Regions from separate parts of the Mus musculus genome. Here region 2 is linked to region 1. A link is a contact called in public promoter capture Hi-C data. All regions are on one chromosome and are shown on one strand. Each heading gives the region's core, a stretch centred on a gene start, on an enhancer-like site or on the middle of the called end of the contact. The rest is flanking DNA. Distances are from core to core; before and after follow the strand shown. Region 1 has its middle 46 kb from the start of Gm43868. Region 2 overlaps Mtmr14 (myotubularin related protein 14).

Region 1 (7,686 bases), core at 3,562-6,061:
TTCATGTTAAACTCCAGTTACACTGGTCTTCTTATAATGACAGAACCAAAGGAAAGTTCATGACCAACTCAACTGAAATTATCCAAGTTTATTACAGCGATTCCTAATTAATCTCCATAGCTTCTATGGCTAATTTTGGTTGTCAACTTGACACATCTGGGAAGAAGAAACCTAATTGAGAATTGCCTCCCTTTGCCTGTGGGTATGACTGTGGGGCTTTGTTTTGTTATTGATTGATGTTGGGAGGCTCAGCCTACCTTGGGCAATGTCACTGCTGAGCAGGTGGTCCTCAGTTGTATAAGAAAGCAAGCCAGGGGAAGCAAACCAATTAGTAGTGTTCCTCCATGGCCTCTGCTTCAGTTCCTGCCTCTGGGTTCCTGCCCTGAGTTTTTGTCCTGGCTTCTCTCAATGATGGATCAAGCCTTGTGTCGCCAGGTTGCTTTTGGTCAGTGTTCTATCACAGCAACAGAAAGTGAACGAGAACAATGTCTCTAATCATTCACTTCAATCCATCTTCCACAAGGCTGCCATGGCCTCCTTCTGGAATAAAAGTTTTAACTGCTAGCTAGTATTCAAAGATGCCCTCAAACCACTCTGCCCTCTCAGTATGCATGCCTCTCCCTCCATCAGAAGTCCAACCTAATTCCTCACTCCATAAATGAGTACTCTACCCATGAGTACTTTGACCAACACAATACATAGGAGATGAGGTCTGAGGTCTTGGGAGTCTAGGCATCAAGAAGACCTGGCAGCTTGTAAGACACCAGGAAGAACAAGCTGAGAAAGTAGTTACAGGGGCAGATCTGGAATGATGGACAGAGTCTCATGCAGGTGCCAGACATCCCACCCCAACCATGCCATTGCCACCTTGAGACTGCAAACTAAACCAAGAAAGGCCTCACCCAGCTGAGCTCCAGACACCACAGAATGCTGGGGTAAACGCAGTGGCACTGTTCCACCCAGTGTGAGTGCCTCGGTATGCTGACGCTAGCCTTCCACTTCCTTGGCTCTTAGACCACGTTTCTTAATGAGGCTTACAAGAAATCAGCATGCACTATGTACCCTGGACACGCTATCTCCCCACTTAGTGTGTGTGTTTCTACTGCATTGAGGCAGAACCTGACTTGTACAAAGCATTCAATGAGTGTTAGCCATCGTCCCACCATCATTGCCTGGCCCTGCTTACCTCCTAGTCACTCCTAGTGCATGCTCTGTGGGTGCAGCCATTCTAAAATACATTTGTCCCTATCATGTCACACTCCACACTTTCCTGGTACATGTCCCTTCTGCCTGGAGTGTCCTTCCTTCACCACATCTGCCATGTATACTCTTGGGAAAGCTTTTTTTTTTTTTTTATCTCCCCAGTCATTAGAGTATTTGCCCCTGTGATTTTCTGAGTACCTAGCTTTTGTCTTTGTTGAGGGTTTTCTCTTCTGCTACCTGTATGACCCCTGCCTCCCTAGCTGAATTCTGAAGAATGAGTGAATGCCTGGTTCACAAGCCAGCAAAGCACGTATGCTGGCTAAATTTATATCGGCTCGACTGAAGCTTGAGTCATCTGAGAGGTGGGAGCCTCCACTGTGAAAATGTCTCCGTAAGACTGGGCTGTAGGCAAGCCCATACACATTCTCTTAACTAGTGACTAGTATGGGAGGGTCAGCCCTTGTAGGTGGTGTCACTCATGGGCTAGTGGTCTTGGATGCTCTAAGAAAGCACACTGAGCAAGCCATGAAGAGAGGATCGGTAAACAGCACTCCTTCATGGCCTCTGCATTAGTTCCTGCCTCCTGGTTCCTCCTGTCTGAGTTCCTACCCTGACTCTCTTAAGATGAAGAATTATAATATGGAAGTGTAAGCAAAATAAACCCTTTCCTCTCCAGATTGCTTGATTATGGTGTTTTATCACAGCAAAGGGAACCCTAACAAAGAAATTGGTACCAGGAAGCAGGGTATTGCTGTAACAGACCTCACCAAGTTGTTTGGGGAAGGACCGTGGAAGGATATTGTATATTTGAGCTAGGAAAGCCATTGAGCATTCAAAGGTTGATGAGCTGTTGTGAGAACTTGGAAGATGAGCCTCAGAGCAGTGCAGGGGATGGAAGCCTGGCTGGTGAAGTTTCAGTTTCAGAGGGACGCAAAGACTCTTTCAGGGCCATTTGATGTTCAGAATTTAGAATCGGTGGCTCTAGTCAGCTGTGGCCAAAGAATCAGCTGTGATTAACAAGAGACCCAGAACCACTAAGGTGAAACTTTGGCTTAACTGGGACAGTTGATGCCAGTTAGCTGGAGCAGAGAAGTCAGCAGTGCCTAAGAAGGGGCCAGTATCACACCAGTATCACACCAGTATCGCAGCAATAGAAACCCTAACTAGGACACCAAGGCACACAAATGTCTTTTTAAAAGAGGTTTATTTTAATTGTATATAAATGTGTGCATTTGTGTGCAGGTATGTGCAAGCATGGGTGCAGGTAACTGTGGAATCCAGAAGAGATTGTTGAATCCCCTGGAGCTAGAGTTAGCTATGAGCTGTGAGATGCCCAGTATGAGTGCTGGCCAACAAACTCAGGTCCTCTGCAAGAGCATTGTACGCTACTAACTGTCAGCCATCTCTCCAGCACTCAGAAAAATGTTAATACATATTTCAGGAAGGGAATGAAGAAATGGTTGCTTTTACAATAGTGATTCTCAATAAGAGAGCGGTGAGGAAGCAGTTCTATCTCCTACCACATCGGAAACATCTAGAGACATTTGGCTATTGCCCTACTCGGGGAATGTTTTACTATCTTGTGGGTGGCAGACAATGATGATACTCACACCAGACAATACACAGGACAGTTCCTTTCAACAAGCCATTACCTTGACATAGATGAGATTGAGAATTTTTGTTTAGAAGACCATCACATGCCAGAGACAGACAGACAGACCTTCCTTCCTTCCTTCTGCCCTCAACAGGGCCCACTATTGATTTTCTATGCATGGTCCTTCTGAGCCTGCCTGCCATCTATGATTTTGTGACAGTAATGTGGTGTCTGTTTCTTTCCTTGCTAAAAGCTGTTGATACTGCACAGACTGTCACATGCCCAGAAAGGAAAAATCCCAGAGAGTCTGGTCTGAGTCACAGAGTGCTTGTGTTACATCTTGGATGGCTCAAAGGACCTCACGTGCCTGGGATGCAGGCTGCCTGGCTGCCCAAAGAGCTAGCCTGAGGCTGCACAAAAAAAAAAAAAAAAAAAACGAGATGGGGGCAGGTGACCCTTGAAGGTTGTGGGGCTAAATATAATCTAAGAATCCTTGTATTTGTCACCCAAAGGACCTTGGGGAGAGGGGCAGAAAAACATGAGTGACCTCTACATCTTTGTCCCCCAGGTTAAGAGCACCTGCTGCTCTTCCAGAGGTTCAAAGTTTGCTTAACAACACCCTCACCAGGCTCCCAGCACACAAAACTCCAGCCCCAAGGGGACCCAACACCCTCTCCGCCTTCCTCAAGCACCCCAACACAGGGGACATATATCCACACAGACACATGCATGTCATAAAAACAACAGAAATAAATCTAGCCTAGTGTGGTAGCACCTGCCTTTAATCCCAGCACTAAGGAAGAAGAGGCAAATGGATTTCTGTGAGCTCAATGCCAGCCTGGTCTAAATAGAGTTTCAGCCTACCCAGTGCTAGGATGAAAATCCTGCTAATAGATAGATAGATAGATAGATAGATAGATAGATAGATAGATAGATTATTTTAAAGGGTTAAGAACCATCACTCTACAGATGGGTGGTCCTGGGATGTGGGTTCGGCAGTCCGGATGATGCCCACACTGTGAGGGGTCCTGCTTACTGTTATTGCCAGTTTCAAAAGAGCAGTAGAATGCAGAAGTAAACAGCTTGAATCTTACAGCTTAATCAGACAGGCCTGACTGTGAGGCACCCTCCTGTCGCTAGGCAGTGACCTGGAGAGATGACTTTGTCATATCTGAGCCTCCTCCATGTGATGGGAACATGCTAAGTACCCACTTCCCTGGGTTGGGCTGCAGGTCCATTGCGAGTATGAGAGCCTAGACTTAACACACAGCATCACTGAAATATGTGACAGGTGTCATAAAAGGATGCTGTAGCAGGAAGACACAGGTGAGGGCCAGTATGGGCAGCCCGGCATCCTCCCAGAAGTTTTTCTGTCCAGGTAGGATGCTGGTGAACCATGATGCTCACCATAAGCACCCGACTGCAGTGAGTGCTTCGTCTATGGCGGCTCCCATGGGATATTTTACTGCCCCAACTTTATGGATGGAATAATGAGACACAAGTTTACTCACAGCCTGTTATCCTGCTGTGAAAAGGGGAAGAGTCATGACAAAGACGGTTTGGTTCCAGGTCCCTTCCCCTAGCTGCACATACACTGCCCCTGAATGCCTCCGGAAGGGGAAGAAATAAAAAGAGCCTGTTCCCTTTCTTGTTCCCAAATACCTTCTCCACCCGTAATAGCAGAAAGTGACAAATGCCTAGGAGAGGAGCACTAGCTCTGCCCACCAGGATCCACTGTGAGGGAAGCCTGCAAGGCAAGATCTAGAAGCGTCTGCAGAGAGCCGAATAAGAGAAGCACTGGGAGGCAGATGAGGCTCAGAATTGAATAAACCCGGACTCCACCTGGTGACGTAGGGTCTCTGAGCCCAGAGACATACTTTCTCAAAATTTTATTTCTCCCTGTCTGAAACAAGGCTTAGACACAATATCCCAGCTAGCTCTACAAGGCTGGGCTGAACTGGTGGGGAAGAGGCTACTGCATGCTGGGAAGTGGGAGGAGGGAGTTGGTCAGAACCTATCCCGGTAAAAGAGCGCCACCTGGTGAGGCACTCTGAGAACATTACTGGTGGCTGCTCTGACCAGATCATTGTAACCCAAGGAAGCCGCTTCTAGTCTCTGAATTTCAGAACTTACAAGGACATCGGAAGCTAGCGATGATGATAATGCCTGCAATTGTTAACTCCTTTACCCACACACATTCTCTTAACCACGCTGTTTCAAAATGGCAATGAGTTGTGAAGAATGCAAAGAATAAGTGGCGATCCTTTGTTCTGGAAATGCTGTTAAGTTACTTATTTTCCCTTAACTTTTGTTTACTTAGGGTTTGGATGGATATTCTTGTTGTTATTTTGAGACAGGGGCTCACTTTATATCTCTGGCTGGGTATAAAGGCTAGGCTGTCCTCAAACTCACAAGAGGTCCTCTGACCTCAGCCTCCCGCGTGCTGGGATTAAAGTCATGCACCATTATGCCTAGCTGTTTGTTTGTTTGTTTGTTTGTTCATTTTAGTTTTTCAAGGCAGGGTTTCTGGCTGTCCTGGAATTTACTCTGTAGACTAGGCTGACCTCGAACTCATAGAGATCCTCCTGCCTCTGTCTCCTAAGTGCTGGGATTAAAGGAGTGCGTCATGCTTGTTTTTAGTAGTAAGCACACAGCATGAGACTTTCCTATATTCAGGCAGGGCGGCACTGACTCCGGCGTGATGTTGTATAGGTCTTAAGAACTCACCCATCCTGAGTAACTTAAACGATACTGAATGCTGCTGATTACATGATTAACCTTGTCCAGAATAATTTATTCTTATGACTTCATTTAGCCCCTCCCCCAAGGAACCACGTGAGTGGAGGAGGAACCAGAAGAGTACAGCACTCACTGCGTCAGCGCCTAAGACTCTGCCGACTTGAAAAGTCCACACTAACACGTGTAATGCGAATTACACTTGATAAACATGCATTTACTAAAGCCGTATGACCACTGCAGGAGAGAGAGGTTGTTCTCACAGTTAGGGAACTGTAAATGTGCTGCGTTTGAATCTTAAATGTCCTTCAAAGGCTCATGTGTTAAACAGTTGGTTCCTGGGCCAAGGTGTTGCTAGGTGTTGCTAGGAGGAGGTAGAACTTCAAGATGTGGAGCCCTAGGGGGAAGCTTTAGGTAATAGGGAAAGGCAAGACCTGAGGGAATTATGGGACTCTGGTCTCTTCGTTTATCTGCACCTGACGTGAAGGGCTCTCTTCTACACTGTGTGTTGCCACTATAATGTGCCACACCACGGGTTCAGAAGTAAGGGGACCAACCATTCACAGACTGAGATTTCCAATCTATGGGCTAAAATACACGGTTCCTTTTGACAGGTTTGTTGTCTCCAGTATCTGTGGCCGCTCTGGAAAGCCGACTACACAAGGTGCTGGGTGCTGAGCATTGGCTGATGTTTAGAGGTGCACCTGACCAAGGGACTGGGGAGTCAGTCTTCATGCTGAGGAAACTATCCATTTGGAAAGAGGCAGAGACATGACTAAGCCCTTTGTAAGATTGACATACAATATGGACGCATCTAGAAGCCAGAAGAGCTGACTTGCTCTACGGAAAGAACTGTCAAAATGGCTATGCCCGGGGTGATTCTGCCCCAAGCATCTGCATCCCTCATGAGGGCTCTGCTCGAAGACTATCTGCCCCATCTTTCCTTTTGACATCTCAGCTCCTTAACAACACCTGTGTCCTGATCTCCTGATAACCAGAGCCCAACAAGGAGCGGAGCAATGGCTGCTAAACAGATATTTATTCAGAAGAGGCCTCTAATTCATCTGTCTTTCCCCCAGTCCTTCCTCTTGTTCCTGGTACCCACACAGATTAGCCCCTAGTTCCTCAAGGGACATCTAAGGATGTGGAGATTCAGAGGCAGCCTCCAGCCTAAACAAACTAATGACGCCTCACAGATGCGGCTCTTCACCAGCCCCCCTGGCACAAGGTCAATTAAGACAGTAAAGCTGACAACAGGCACAGATGCCCTTCACTGAGCCCTCACTCCGTGCTAGCCTGCTGCTAAGCCCTATTGCATGACCAAATGACTGCCCATCCCAAATAGGGTATGTGCTGGTTAGGGATTTTTTTGTTTGTTTGTTTCTGTTTTGTCAACTGACATAAGCTTGAGTCATCTGGGAAGAGAGAATGTCAACTGAAGAACAGCCTCTGTCACATTGCCTCCATCTTGACAGATGGTTGATGCGGAGGGCCCAGGCCACAGGTGCTGTCCCTGGCCAGGTGGTCCTGGGCTGCATAAGAAAGCAGGCTGAACAAGCCATGGGGAGCAAGCCAGTAAGCAGCACTACTCCGTGGCCTCTTCTTCGGTTCTTGCCTCCAGGCTTTGGCTTCTGCACTTACCCTGGCTTTCCTCTATGGTGGACTATGATCAGAACATGTAAGCCGAATACACTCTTTCTTCCTCAAGCTGCCTTTGGTCCTAATGTTTACCACAGCAATAAAAATCAAATTAGGCCAGAACCCTAGTGACAGGCCAAAGTACAATTCTCCCCAGGTCTCCTTTGGTTACCCCCAAAGCAGCTGCATCATCACCTGGATTTCCCCATATCTGTACAGATGGAATCCTCTCCGTGTCCCTACCCCGCCTTACACGTTCTAATATACTCTAGAGCAGTGGTCTTCAGCCTTCCTAATGCTAAAACCCTTTAATATAGCTTCTCATATTGTGGTGACTCCAAGCATTAAATTATTTTGTTGCCTCTTCATAACTGCAATTTCATTTCTGTTATGAATCATAATGTAAATATCTGATATGCAGGATTTCCGCTGCTCTAGTGTCTCCTGAGCCCGTGTGCAGCTGGGGCAGAATTACATACAGCTGGCAGAGAGGGAGGCATGGGAGTGGTTAAAAT
Region 2 (7,686 bases), core at 1,346-3,845, 270 kb after region 1:
GCAGATCAAGGAATGTCTCTTACATGACTGTTTAGAAACAATATCCACCCTGAGGCCCCGCCCCGGAACTGAGGAGCCACTGGCATGTGGTTGCTTGAGAGCACCTGCTGAAGACTTTTTTTTTTTTTTTTTTTTGGTTTTTTCGAGACAGGGTTTCTCTGTGTAGGCTGTCCTGGAACTCACTTTGTAGACCAGGCTAGCCTCGAACTCAGAAATCCGCCTGCCTCTGCCTCCCGAGTGCTGGGATTAAAGGCGTGCACCAAGACTTTCTTCCTCACTCCCAGAGCACCGTGTGAGGGAGGGGATGGGGAGATAGATGCAAGGAGATCTCCTGGAACTGAGGAAGGCGGCTCGGGAGTATTTAGGGTTTAGGCCTAGAGCTAAAGATCAAGCGCTATGTAGAACTGCTGCCCAGAAAATCATGCTTGGCACCGTCTGTCGGTTTGAGATAGGGTCTCATACTCAGGCTGGCGGAGCTGGGGTTGGTCTTGAATTTTACTGAGCCTCCTTCCTGGCCTTCTAAGTGCTGGAATTACAAGGCATACCATCATACCTGGCAGCACTCCTGTTAGATTTTTGCTACTAGAACAGAACCCCACATCTCTTCAATGCAAAGCATGTGCTCTACCACTGACCCACACCCTAGCTGGCAGTCGTGTTTGTTTTGATACTTTTGATACTCGGTATGTAGCCAAAACTGGCCTCAAACTCGTGTTCCTCTTGCGTCCTGAGTGAGTGCTGAGGTTACGGGCCAATGTCACCATGCACAGACAGTGGTTTGTTTTTGATAGTATTTAAATGTCCATTCCTGGTCATATTTATTTCTCGATCCCTTTTCTGTTTTGCCCAACAGAGTTGGGACCTGGTGCAACAAACACAGAACTACCTGAAACTGCTGCTTTTCATCATGAACAGAGATGGTAAGTCTCTCCTGGTGTCCCAAGCCTGCGAAGTGCTGGCTGGGAAGGGGGATCCTCTCTGTGAACCCCCCAAAGAGACTTTTTGGGCTGGCTTCTACCTGGAGTATGCCAAGAGCTTAAAAACACATTTGCTGCACAAGCTCAGTGAATTGGGTACTATGCTCAGGACCATGGAGGGAGAGGAGAGCAAAGTCCCATATGCAGTTCTCTGACCTGTGCACTCTTATGTGCACATACATGGTTATAATACAATTAAAAAGAGAACTTCAGCTAAGATGCTAGAAGTCAAGACAGATGTTCCCACCCACTCATTTCTAAGATGAGATTGGGGAATAAAATAACTTTGGACAGGAACCTGGGGAAGAGGGACACTAAGCTGGCCTGCACCAGGCTGGAGGCCTGGGGTTTTCAGCAGAACCCTATCTGGTTCTCTCACTTGGTGCTCCTGTTCCACAATAGATGACAGCGGGCTGCTGGTACACTGTATCTCAGGCTGGGACCGGACCCCCCTCTTCATCTCTCTTCTGCGCCTTTCCTTGTGGGCTGTGAGTATGAATGAGCTGGAGCGGGGAATATGCAGAGACCCTATTAGGTCTCCAATTGTCACGTTTAACACTGTTCTTGGTTGGGGGCTGGGGTAGGATAAGGGTGGTCCTGTCACCCAGTCTATGTTTTGGTTTGCTCCTGGAGCAAGGAGGCCCGCACTAGGAAGGCAGCTTTCTGAGCTTGCCACCCTTTGTCTCCCCCAGGATGGGCTAATTCACACATCCCTGAAGCCTGCTGAGATCCTCTACCTGACTGTGGCCTATGACTGGTTCCTCTTTGGGTAAGTCTTCAAGGAGGTGTGTGTGCATGGTGTATTAGCTTTTCTTATGAGGAACAGAGATAAGAAAACAGCTGGAGGAAAAAAGTTGGCTCTCTTTGGAAAGGATCAAAGATGTTGGCAGGCTTCATGTGATGCATTGGTGCCAAAGACTTGGTCTGTCTGTGGGTCACACGGCTCCTCAGCGCTGGGTTGTGCTTTGACCTTCTCACTCTTCTTTTTCAGACACATGTTGGTAGATCGGCTCAGCAAAGGGGAGGAGGTAAGGACCTCCGCACAGACATGGACTACACCTTAACACACAAGGCATTCATTCTGGTTGCCATGCTGGGAAGGCAGTTTCTCCACCCAGGATGCTTGGATGAGCTTACCATCCTCTTCCCTCAGGCAGTGTGGTGGGAAAGGCAAGAGCACAGACCGTGTGTGGGCCTCGGGCTCCCTTTGTACCACAGAGGGAGTTCTGGCCACAGTGGCTGTGACCATTTCAGGCTCCTCATCTTCCCTCTGCACTTGGCTCTGGAGCCAGTGTTCAAGTTGCTTTCCATGGCTCCATGCTCAAAGCTGAAACATGGAGTGCTTCTGTCCTCCATCCTGCCACTCAGAGTCCCTTCCCTTCTCCACGGTGGTCTGCACACCCAGGGTTCTGCCCACTTGTAGGCTGCCTCCAGGTCCTCCTTGTCCTTTCTTTTCAGTGTAGTCAGATTCCTCTTGCCATTTCTGTCTTGCCTCCTCTATCTTCTTTACCTGCTTGTAGTTCCCCCAGCATCAGATCTTAAGTTTGGCTTGAGTGTGTCTCGACTGGTCCTGCTCGTTGCCTAGGTGACCTTGAGCTTCACCTTGAGTCTCCTGGTTTCTCCCTGAGCTATACAGATGCATATCATGACAGTATTGGTTCTGTCTCCACCCACCCCTAGTGTCCAGAAGCATCCTTCTCTCCCTCCTGCTTCTGAGCTTGCTTTCTTCTTAGGCGTCTTATCTCCAGCTTTTCTTTTGTTGCTTCTGCCCAGCTGCTCATCTCCCTTCCAAATCTCTCTGAGCACTTACGCGTCTGCAGAGCTCATAAGCCTGCTCCTCAGAGGCCCCATGAACTCTGCCAGAGGCAGAGCCTTTGGCATTGAAATCTGGGCAGAAGGACTCTTTGTAGCCTCTTTGGAGATTTTGCTGGTGCTTTAGGACATTCTGTCCTCTACTCCATCTCCCTCCCCCGCCCACCAGAGCAAGCCAGATGCTCCCTTCAGAGAATAAGGGCAAAAATGAGACTGCGAAGACTGGGCTCTGAGTCCCACCCTGCAAGTCCCTCAGTGTATGCATAGGTCTTGCTACCTCTCCAGACTGCAGACACCTCTGTAATATAGCAAGCTAAAAACAGCTGCTAAGTGCCTCTTTACCCTGTCTTCTATCTTTGAGGTTCCCAGGGTACATTAGCACATTAAAAAGCTCTGGTGTCTGATGAAAACACCTGTGTCATTTTATATAATGCAGCATTTCCTACTGACCAGATCTGAGCAACCCTCTGCCTTTTTTTTTTTTTTTCCTCTTTTTTTTTTTTTTTAAAATGGAATCTTACAGGGCCCTGTGGGAATGTATGGGTGTTTCCCTGAGTCTCATGGGTTACACCTTTTGGGATCACTGGTTGATATATAGCCTGTTGTGTTGTGCAGGTTAAATAAACCAAAGCCTCTGGTATGTTTCTAGAGGCCACTGGACTAGGTCACTGGCTGGGATTTGCTCCTGGGAATGGGTTTGCTGCCAGTCAGTCTCTTGCCTGTATCCACTTCACAGTGAAGACCTGGGCCTCACAGTTTCAGCCAGAGCATGGCTGCCCTACCCCAGCTCTGATCCTGTATCTGGTGCACCCCTCCCTATGGAATGCCTTTCCTCTTCTGTCCTGCCTTATCCACTAATCCCCTTGCCCAAGATACTCTCCCTCCCAGCTGTCCCCCCTGTCAGTAGCTCTCCCTGGGCTTTAAGATGGAAGTGGGAACTGCTGTTATTTTCACTGTAAAAGCTGAGAATGTGCGTGTTGAAGATTTGAATTCTTTACCTTGGACCTCTGTGTTCTCAGAAAAGATGCACATTATATCTTCCCTACCCCCAGCTTATGGGCACCTGCCTAAAACCCTGCTGAGCCCTCTGTATCACCCACATCAGTCATAAATCAGATCTAGCAGGGTTCACAAAGAAGGTCATTCCCCAAAAGAGGCATTAACCTGAGAGCCAGTGGCGCTCTTCTGCATGTTCTTCTCCACTGGCCAAGGCTAACTTCTCACTGTGCTCTGCTTTTTCTCCTTCAGATTTTCTTCTTTTGCTTCAATTTTTTGAAGCATATCACCTCCGAAGAGTTCTGCCTGAAGACCCAGAGGTAAGTGGAGGGAGGCAAAGGACCACAGGGGCACTCCTCCACAGTGTGGAGCACTGCCGTTATCCCAGCCCTGTTACTAGAGCCGAGTGTCTGTGCTGAGGACCTAAATGAACAGGGAAGGAGTAGTCTCTCATGGGGGAAGAGCTGGTGATGCTATAGGAAGAAACAAGCCTGTGGACGGGAGGACTTGCCGTTCCTTGTTGTTGAGCCCTGTAGTAGGCCATCTGTGAGTGGGATGCAGCTCAGAAGTAGGGTGCCTGCCTACCATGCTGCAGGCCCTGAGTTCAAGCTTTGGTACCATAAAAAAAGAAAAAATTCACAATATGACCCTATAACAACTGAATCATACTCAGTTGGGCATCATGGTGCACACTGTTAGTCCCAGAATTTGGCAGGCAGATCAACCAGCCTGATCATCTGCACAGTGGAGCAGAAATCTGCTTCCAGCCTGGAGAACAGTCTTGTATGTCTGGCAGTTGCTCTGGAACTCCAGTGAGAACTTGGATCCTGCGAGTTGACTTGTCTTTACCCAAATTTACACTTGTTGGGTCATAGTTGTGTCCCAAATGGCCAAGATGGTAAGGAAAAGCAGGCTGTGTTGACTTCTGTCTGGCACATGTGGCTGGCAGAGCCAAACTGGTAGATCCTGGAAGTGGGCCTGTTAGTTGGCAGACTCTGTTGGTAGGGCCCATTCCATGAGATGCCAGGATTTGGAACTGTTGTTCAGGCTGGGCAAAGTCAGGAGGAGAGAACATAGAAAACTCCAGCTACAGCTGAAATGTCCTGCTTGGGGTTGTCATTCTAGGAGGAAGAGTTTGCCAACTCGGGATGCAGGCTTCACTGTGGAAGATATCTGCATGTTGAGTGAGTCCTGTCCCTAACAGGCTTTATTTCTTCACCATAGCTATCTGAGTATAGACCACATGGGGAACTGTGCTAGAAGCTTATTTGTCTAGCCATGTAGTGTTGAAAGGTGGGCGATGGGTAGTGGACTGGCTGTGGGGAAGGTAGCATGCTGACTTTCTGCTGCTTTCAGGACACAAAGATCGAGGCAGCACAACCAGCCTAGGCAGCGACTTCTCCCTGGTCTTGGAGCACTCACCGGGAGCTGTGGGGAGCTTCAGCTATGAGACTGTGGAACTTGCCCCGGCAGGAGCACCAACTCAGGCAGCTTGGTGAGGGGCCAGACTGAGATAGAGTAAACTCACAGCTGTGGCCCAAGGCCACCAGCCCTAGGGAGCCAGGCTGTAGCCCCAGGAACAAAGAGGGCTCTGACAGAAGCTTTGAGAACATAGCTTCATCCCCTGCTGTCAGTACTGGGCCTCAGAGCCCAGCCATCTGGTTGGTGAGGGGCACTGCATGGTAGCCCAGGAGCATAAAGGGCTGGTGCTCCCAATGGGACCAAGTAGCAGCAATGAAATGGGGGAGGGAAGAGCACCTGTCCAATGTGCCAGGACATGTGGGGCCATCTTAAAACAAAAGGTGGGTATATGATGGTAAGGGACCTGCTTTGAGGGTCCTCCCACTTAGATGTGGCAGGATCTGGGGCCTTTGTCTTCCTCCTGAGACATGGCAGAGTTTGTGTAGCACTTGTAGGTGAGGGAATGGAGCAGTTAGTGTGCTGCTAAGAACAATTTCTCGAATGATCTGAGGCTAATGAGCCAGTTCATTTGGCTGTCTTAGCTTCTTAAAGTCCCAGCCCTTTATGCCTATGGCCTTTAGCCTGGGAGAGGGCCAAGTATTTGTGCCTACTGTGTATGACATTTTCCCCATAGACAAAGTGACTCTACGGGTCCAGCTGTGACAGCCTTGCTCTTCTGCCACAGGAGGAAGAGTCACTCATCCTCCCCACAGAGTATGCTCTGGAGCCGGCCACAGCCCTCTGAGGAGCGCCTACCTTCACACCATGGGCTCACTGAAGCCAAGTCTTCTAGCTCTTCATCCTCAAACCATTCTGACAACTTTTTCAGGATGGGCAGCAGTCCTCTTGAGGTCCCCAAACCCAGGTGAGGAACCTCAAGGGGTAAGGAGCCTGCTGGAGGATGTGGCTGGCCTTCCTCCATTGTCGAGGTTGGAAGTGGAGTATATCACATTTATGCTAGCTGGGTTTCCTTGGAATGTGCCTTGATATGAGTAGCTACTTAGGAGCTGAAGGAAGTGGATGCTTAGGAGGCCCACCCACTCTTTGAAGGATTGATTGCTGTTGGAGCACAGATCCTTCACCAGTTTGTACAAACATTTGTAATTGTTTCCTGGAATGCTATGCTATGGAGTATATGGGTACACAAATGTAATGATGGTCTGGACTGCCACCATGTGTGCCCCTTTGGAAGATCTCAGACCTCTGGACTACCCATTGTAGATATATCAAGATGGGTCAGAATACTCTGGGTTCATTTATTTCTCACATGCCATGTCCACACTGATGGAGAGGCTACAACAACAGAGAAGGGATCAACAACATGTGTGGCTGTGGAAAACACAGCAACTCAATATATATTGAAAATCAACTGAGCCAGGACAGGTGTGCCACGGTGAGGCCAGCATGCTGCCTCCTGGGTAAAATTAAAATTGAGTGTGCACCAGGGCCAGAGAATTGGGGTAGGGAGTGGTCTGACACTTGGGGGAAAGCATTTCCCAGCTGATGGTCCTACTTTTTCCCATATCATATTCCAAAGAATGACTGAGTGTGTTGATTGCTTTCCTGCCTAAATTATAGAGAATTCATAGTCCTTCTAAAGAGAACAGAACACTGTATGGCCGAGAGGCCACTAAAGGTTTAGCAAAATGGACATGAACTCTGGAATCCCACTTAGACTTGAGCCCATCTTTGCCATGTGTCCATGTAGCTTTTTGTCTGTGTCCTGCTTGGTGGCAGGCCTGTTAAAGCTTCTGGTCCCCTCCACTCACTGGACAATAGGAGGCGATGGAGTAAGAGGCGCCAAAGCATCTTCCTCAGGGAGGCAGAGCAGATGAGTGGTGGGCAAGCTTGATGCTGGCTGCTCTGACCAGAGGTGGCCCATGTGCCCTGAGTGCCCTACCTACAGGTGAGCGCTTCATCTCAGTGCCATCTGCAAACCCTGAGGTATTTGTTAAGCCAAGATGATAGCCCATTGGAGACTTGGCATCTATGACTAAATAGAGCCAGGGCCAGGCAGATAGCCCACATTGCCTGTGCCTGCTCCCATCCTACACATGGGGCTGGCATATATGCCTGTTGCTGGGACTCCTCCTCTGCACTTGGCTGTCCTTAGGGCTACTCTTGAGTTGTGGTAGCACTTCTAAAACTCTTGGTGTCTGAGCTGAGGTTCTTGCTTATGGTCCCTGCCTCCTTTTCTGCTTGTGTATCGCCACTGAGTATCTGGGAAGGTTCTACTTGCCACCTAGGCCTTGCCCCAACTGTTGACAACTCCTTTGTTGACCTGTCAGTATTCCTACATCCAGAATGGCCACAAAATGCCCTTTCTCTGAGAGGGTGAGTAATATTGGAAGATCCACTTCCAACCCCAAGGCCAGACCAAAGATAATATGGACTTAAGTGGAGGCTGGACAGACAGTGTGGGGCATGTGTTGTGAGCTGC

What was found. Capture Hi-C pulls out chosen DNA fragments and counts their contacts.
Region 2: a promoter capture Hi-C map of adipose tissue shows a contact between it and region 1. The contact joins two enhancer-like sites. A contact is called at or near these places in 2 of 39 promoter capture datasets (hematopoietic stem and progenitor cells and stem cell-derived epiblast-like cells) and 1 of 9 other capture datasets (adipose tissue).

The regions. Positions count from the first base shown.
Region 1 is chr6:112,996,285-113,003,970 of GRCm38.p6, forward strand. No RefSeq gene overlaps it. Among named protein-coding and RNA genes, the nearest start is that of Gm43868, 46 kb to the right of the region's middle. Within about 2 kb of position 4,812, at least 68 of the 459 cell types and tissues checked have an H3K27ac peak or open chromatin away from gene starts, as enhancers often do. A contact at or near this core is called in adipose tissue, where this site is marked.
Region 2 is chr6:113,264,591-113,272,276 of GRCm38.p6, forward strand. It overlaps Mtmr14 (myotubularin related protein 14), which reads left to right. Exons shown (of 19, transcript NM_026849.2): 10 at 854-920; 11 at 1,380-1,465; 12 at 1,670-1,746; 13 at 1,969-2,005; 14 at 4,038-4,105; 15 at 4,911-4,969; 16 at 5,142-5,280; 17 at 5,932-6,111. Among named protein-coding and RNA genes, the nearest start is that of Cpne9, 14 kb to the right of the region's middle. Within about 2 kb of position 2,596, at least 18 of the 459 cell types and tissues checked have an H3K27ac peak or open chromatin away from gene starts, as enhancers often do. A contact at or near this core is called in adipose tissue, where this site is marked.